2 separate regions of the Mus musculus genome follow, and region 1 is linked to region 2. The links are chromatin contacts, called in public Hi-C maps. All regions are on one chromosome and are shown on one strand. Each heading gives the region's core, a stretch centred on a gene start, on an enhancer-like site or on the middle of the called end of the contact. The rest is flanking DNA. Distances are from core to core; before and after follow the strand shown. Region 1 overlaps Dpp6 (dipeptidylpeptidase 6). Region 2 holds the start of Htr5a (5-hydroxytryptamine (serotonin) receptor 5A).

The links. Hi-C and Micro-C count contacts between places; a contact is called where the count stands out from the background.
Region 1: a contact with region 2 is called in a Hi-C map of cerebral cortex, with 2.5 times the contacts expected there. The contact joins the enhancer-like site here to the promoter of Htr5a in region 2. A contact is called at or near these places in 1 of 39 promoter capture datasets (stem cell-derived epiblast-like cells), 3 of 484 Hi-C or Micro-C datasets (bone marrow-derived macrophages, cerebral cortex and embryonic stem cells) and 2 of 9 other capture datasets (embryonic stem cells and pancreatic islet).

What each region holds. Positions count from the first base shown.
Region 1 is chr5:27,716,053-27,718,943 of GRCm38.p6, reverse strand. It overlaps Dpp6 (dipeptidylpeptidase 6), which reads right to left. Exons shown (of 26, transcript NM_207282.3): 21 at 436-490. Among named protein-coding and RNA genes, the nearest start is that of Paxip1, 74 kb to the left of the region's middle. Within about 2 kb of position 1,408, at least 19 of the 459 cell types and tissues checked have an H3K27ac peak or open chromatin away from gene starts, as enhancers often do. A contact at or near this core is called in cerebral cortex, where this site is marked.
Region 2 is chr5:27,840,579-27,843,278 of GRCm38.p6, reverse strand. Htr5a (5-hydroxytryptamine (serotonin) receptor 5A) reads right to left here and starts at 1,332. Exons shown (of 2, transcript NM_008314.2): 1 at 90-1,332. The coding sequence starts at 830.

The sequences.
Region 1 (2,891 bases), core at 159-2,658, 120 kb after region 2:
GCCTCCATGAAGAGCCCAAAGAGGCCACCCCAAGTCATGTGATGAACTACCAGGTGGAAACTGCTATGCTTTAGCCATGGGGAACCCACAGCCTTGCTTCCATCTGAGAAAACATGGGGAATTGATGTGACTGTACATGGGAAGATGTCCACCCCCTGGGTCCTGGTCCCTCCTCTCCTGGAGTGCCCACCAGAGCTCACCAGGCTCTGCAAGAGAAGAAATGAGGAGCTCAGGGGAGCTCTCTGACAAGGACCTGGCCTATTTCCCTCCTTTCAGGTCATGTGACAAAGGCCAAAGGTTAACTCTTCCCCACAAAGCTGTAGTCACTAATCTCTCCTCCTTCCCCCAAGATGATCTCAGAGGGGCTCACAAGGAGGCTTACACCATTCTGTACTCCAGGGCTCACAAGCCCAGGCTGAAGACAGCACAACTCACCTTCCCAAACACAGCTACCCGAGTCTTGTCAATATACTGCTCCTTCAGCATAGTTCTGCAGGCAGAGGGGAGAGAGGGGGAGAACTTATGTGGGTCTCCTCTGTGGTCTGTGGTCTACAGCCATATTAATTATCCATAGCACACATGAAGAACCTTTTCAAATTAGAAAGAATCTTGGAATTCTAAACACAGTTGTTGATGGTTTTTATTTATGTGGCACTCACAGTATATTTACACTCGAAATGCAATAGCACCCTTGTGAGGCTTCTGGGGGAATTTCCAGGTGCACAGCTGAGATGTTGGAAGCAGCAGAGAGCACCAGAGGTCTCTGGGCCCCTCCTTTGCCATCTTCTCTTCTGCAATAAGGTGCTGGGTTATGTGACTGTCCTTACACATGGACGTTACACCCACCACGTGGGCTCCAAGGGTACATGAGCAGGTAGAAGACATTCAGAGCTAGAGAGCTTTAGGAAGTTACTGCTATGGGCCAGCATCGACCTCCTCCTTCCACACAGAAAATCTACCTTGCTATCTGATGGTGCCAAGCCTTATAATCATTGCTGGGTTCTTGTTCTGTGAGCTTCTGGGTTGAGGTGTGACATCATTGATGTTTTCCTAGAACATGTCTGCTGTTGTCTTTGCTCAGCTGGTGAGCTCACTCCTTGTTTTTAGAGAATGAAAGAAAATGGTCCTTATCCTTTTATCTCCAAGCTTCAAGGGAGGGGCTCCAGGGACTACAACCTCACAGGTATGTTAGGACTCGGGATGTTTTTCCTGGGTTCTCCACGACAGGGAGGAGACAGTGGGCCTCACTGTCAGATGGGATGAAGTAAGAGCAGGAGAAGACAGGGAAGGGAATTAGGCAGGAGGGCAAAAGGCAAGGATAGTGCTCCTTCCTTCCCCAGCCTGTCTAAATACTACCTCATTTTCCCTGGGAAGCCTGTCTGGTGTAGTGTGGGTTACAGGCAGCCATCTGCTCCTCCTCCTTGCAGACAGAAGCCAGTGTCACTTGTTCCTGTCCTCCCACAGCCAGAATCTGGGCCAGCTGGTCCCTGGCAAGCCAGCTTTCTATCTGATGATGCAGACCCTTACAAGTGTTCCCAGGCTATCTTGTGCTGGTGTGGAGTGGGGGCTCTGGGTTCTGGATCATGCAGGGTAAGTCCAAGGAAATAAAGAGAAGGTTACCAGGCTATTTTAGAGTCAAGGAACTCTTCCTTCCTTCCTTTCTTGGAGTTTCTGGAAGTGTCTTCTGTGTTCCTGACCAGCTAGTGACATCGGAAGACTGGAAGCTAATGTTATCATAGTCATGGCTGTCCTAAACTGGGAAAAGTCTCTTGAAGCGAGTCTGTCCTGCTTGGCTGTATAAATGGATAGACCTGCATCTTTGTGGACACTGTTGTTCTATGGAGCTTCAGCCCTGGGGTCTAATACCTCTGTGGACCTTCAGAGCTCACGAGCTCCTTGCCTTAAAAGCAAACACAAGTGTATATGTGTGTAAGCATGTGTAAGTGTGTGTGTGTGTGTGTGTGTGTGTGTGTGTGTGTGTGACTTCTGTCAAAAGCACCCTCACACAAATACCTTCTCAGATTGTTAGGTTTTTTGAGATGTTCTCCTCTGTGCCTTCTTATTTTGTGTATATAGATTTTTTTGTTTTTTGAGATGTTCTCCTCTGTGCCTTCTTATTTTGTGTATATAGATTTTTTTGCCTACATGTATGTCTGTGCACAGCATGTATGTAGTGCCCTTAGAGGCCAGAAGACAGCACTAGGCCTTATGGAACTGGAGTTACAGACAATTCTGAACTATCAGCTATCATATGGGTGTTGGGTATTGAACCTGGGTCTTCTGGAAGAGCAGCGAGTGCTCTTAGCTTCTGAGCCATCACATTAGCCCTCTGTAGTTTTTGTCCATAAGACATGAAGTTCGAAGACATCATCTTGTCTCTCTTTGGCTAGCTCACACTCCCTGTTGTGGCTTGAACCTCCTACACACACTCATGGTTTGGGCTTTGAGCACTTGCTCCTTGTGTGGTGGGGCTATGTAGAGGAACTATGGACATTCTGGAGGTGGGCATCAGATGGTGGAAGTGAAGCACTAGGGTGGGCCTCTGAAGGTTGGCCTTGGTTCCAGCCTTGCTGTGTTTCCTGTCCATCCGCGATGTGAAGAGCAGCTTCCACAGACTCCTACAGCCAGAAACCCTGGCACGACTCTCCTGCCATGACAGACTGACATGACAGAACTGTGAGCCAAATAACCCTTTCCACTCTTAAATCACTTCATCTGGCACTGTGACCACATCGACACAAAGGCAGCAAACACTCCCTGGAGGAGAAGGCCCTTTGCAGTCTTTACAAAGGATACTCTGAAAGTCAGCCAAGTCTCCTCTTCTGAAGCTTGGAAGCTTGAGGTGTGTGAGCAAGATCAGCTCACTGCAGACTCCAGCACACAAGGGAGCT
Region 2 (2,700 bases), core at 83-2,582:
ACCTTCCACAGACATAAGGTGAAGTGCGCTGCAAGAAAAGCCTGTGAGATACAAGTGACGTATTTTCTAACGATCCTTATAGCACCCACCTCCACAGCTTCGGGTACGGGGGAGACGCTGTTGGTCTTCCTGGAGCCCATGCGGAATTTCGCCGCCCTGTAAATTTTCCAGTACACAAAGAGCACCACGCACAGCGGCAGGTAGAAGGCACCCACGGTGGAGAACACGGTGTAGGAAGGCTCGCGACTGACTTGGCATTCCTCACTGGGCTCAGAATAAGTCTCTCCCCAGCCAAATAGCAGTGGAGCCAGAGAGATGACAGTGGAGAGTGCCCAGGTGAGCAGGATCATCACATTGGAGACACGCTTGCGGGTACGGAGTGTGTACTCCAGGTGGCGCGTGATTGACCAGTAGCGGTCCAGAGCTATTGCTGTCACATTCCAGATGCTGGCAGTACAGCAGAGCACGTCACATGCGATCCACAGCTGGCATAGACGCCGGCCCAGCTGCCAGCGGCGCCCAGACAGCTCATGTACCAGGCTCAGTGGCATAACCAGCACAGCCACTAGCACATCCGAGATGGCCATGGAAGCTACCAGGTTGTGTGGTACTCGGTGGAAGGTGCGTACCTTGAGGATGGTAGCCAGCACCAGCAGGTTCCAAGTGAATGTGGCCGCAGCTAGAAAGCCCAACAAAGTCAGGACTAGCACTCGGAAAGCTGAGAGAAAAGGCCGACTAGGGCGCAGGACTTCCGTGTCCAAGCTGCGGTTAGGTTCCAAAGAGGAGGGAGTAGAGAGAGAAAAGGAGGTCAAGTTTACAGGCAGATCCATTGCTGTCCCAGGACACCTGTGTTTAGACTGTGTTGCCACCGAGCCCACTGAAGTCAATCTAGATGTTTGCGACCGATGGCCAATGGAGAGGATTTTGCTAAGAGCCAAGAACCTGGCCTCAGTCTCCACCCAGTCAGAGTCCGGAGGAAATTGTAGCAGAGAGGAGGGTGCTGGGCTACAAGCAGCGCAGCCCAGGTATCCTTAGAGATATGGAAAGCGGACTCAAGGGGCTGAATCTAGAAGCCAGGGCCCGCCTTTGCTATCACATGCCTGCTGTTCCTCACCTAGGCGGAGACTGTTGTCTGGTCGCCTGCAGCAGAGCATCCTTGAGGTCGGCCCCCGCCCAGTGCAGGGTGGATGCCCAGAACTCAGCTAGTGCGTCAGAACAGTCGCTGGTCCAGGGTTGCTCCTTGCCCACCTCCCCCCTCTCCCGGCAGTGGCTCCGAGGGGTGGGGGTTGGGGACTGGAAGCCACGTAGATACCTGCTTTCTGGAGATGGCCTTCTGCCCTGTCCTGATCTCTCTCCACCGTGCCTGAGGCTGCTGCTCCGAGAGGGCACGCTGGCGCGCCCACCCAGACCTGCTTTAGCAAAGTGGGGCTCCCGCACTACGTAAGGCATCAGCTGATGAAGCCGCCTCTCTCCACCCGGCTCTCTGCATGGGAGTATTCAGCACTGGCTTTGTGTGCAGCTCAGTGCTTGGCGCTGTCCACGGTGCCGCTGCCTATACCAGCACGCAGCTTGGTGTCTATCCACAGTCCCATCGCTCTTTACCACTGGGTCAGTGGCCGGGAATTAATTAGTAAACTTTCCTAAACCCTTCTTCCAGCACTCATGCTCCCTCTGAAGGTGATTTTGAGACTTCGAGCCATTTGCTTGAAGTACAGGTGTCCTGGGTTAGGCTAACTAACCAACCAACTAACCAACTAACTTCCTAACAGCCTACTGTTGTTCCCTTCCAGGTTTCCGTATGTGGTTGCCTCCTAACTCGGAGAGCTCGGTGGCCTCACTTAAAGAGTTGTTTGTTTTAAAGGAGAAAGATTGATGACTGTTGGAGATAGGGTGCTTGTTTCCTGAGCTTAGAAAGAGGCTTACAGGAGCCTCTCTAGTGACTCTACAGAAGTTTCTATGGAAAAGAAGCTGGAGGGAATGGCTCAGCCATTAAGATCATTGGCTTCCCTTGCTGAGAACCTGCTTTGGTTCGCAGGACTGACTCACACAGTGGCCCACAACTGGCTGTAACTCCATGTCCAGGGGATATGACACCTTATTCTGGCTTCCACAGGCACCATGTACACATACAAGCATGTAAACATACACATACAACAAAAACAAACCCTAAAGAAAAAAAAGAGAAAATCTCTACGGCACTTGAAATGCTTGAAACATGCTTGAAAAGTATTGAGACAGTCATGATGGTTCAGCCCTTAATCCTAGCACTTGAGCTTGGGGCCGGTGGAGCTCTGCAAGGTCAGGGCCAGCCAGGGCTACATAGTGAGACTCCGACTCAAAAAATAAATGAAATAAAATTTAAAAAAATTACCCATGCATGCTTGTAAAACTATCAAAAGGTCTGACCTAGGAGTTTTCTTTGTTTCAGTGTAAGAGTTGAGGCCCAGAGCTTTGCACATACTAGGCAAAGAACACTGTCATTGAGCTACAGCCCCAGCCCTCAAGGAGAGAAGCAACTGCAGAAAGCTGTCTCTCTGCATGTGCACTATGGCTTATGACACCCACATACACACAGTACACACAGGAGCTTGTGTGTGTGCATAATAATAATAGTAATACATAAATAAGAGGATATGGTAGTACACATCTGTCATCTCAGCACTGTGGGCTAGAGATGGGCAGGTCTCTGAAGTGTACTGG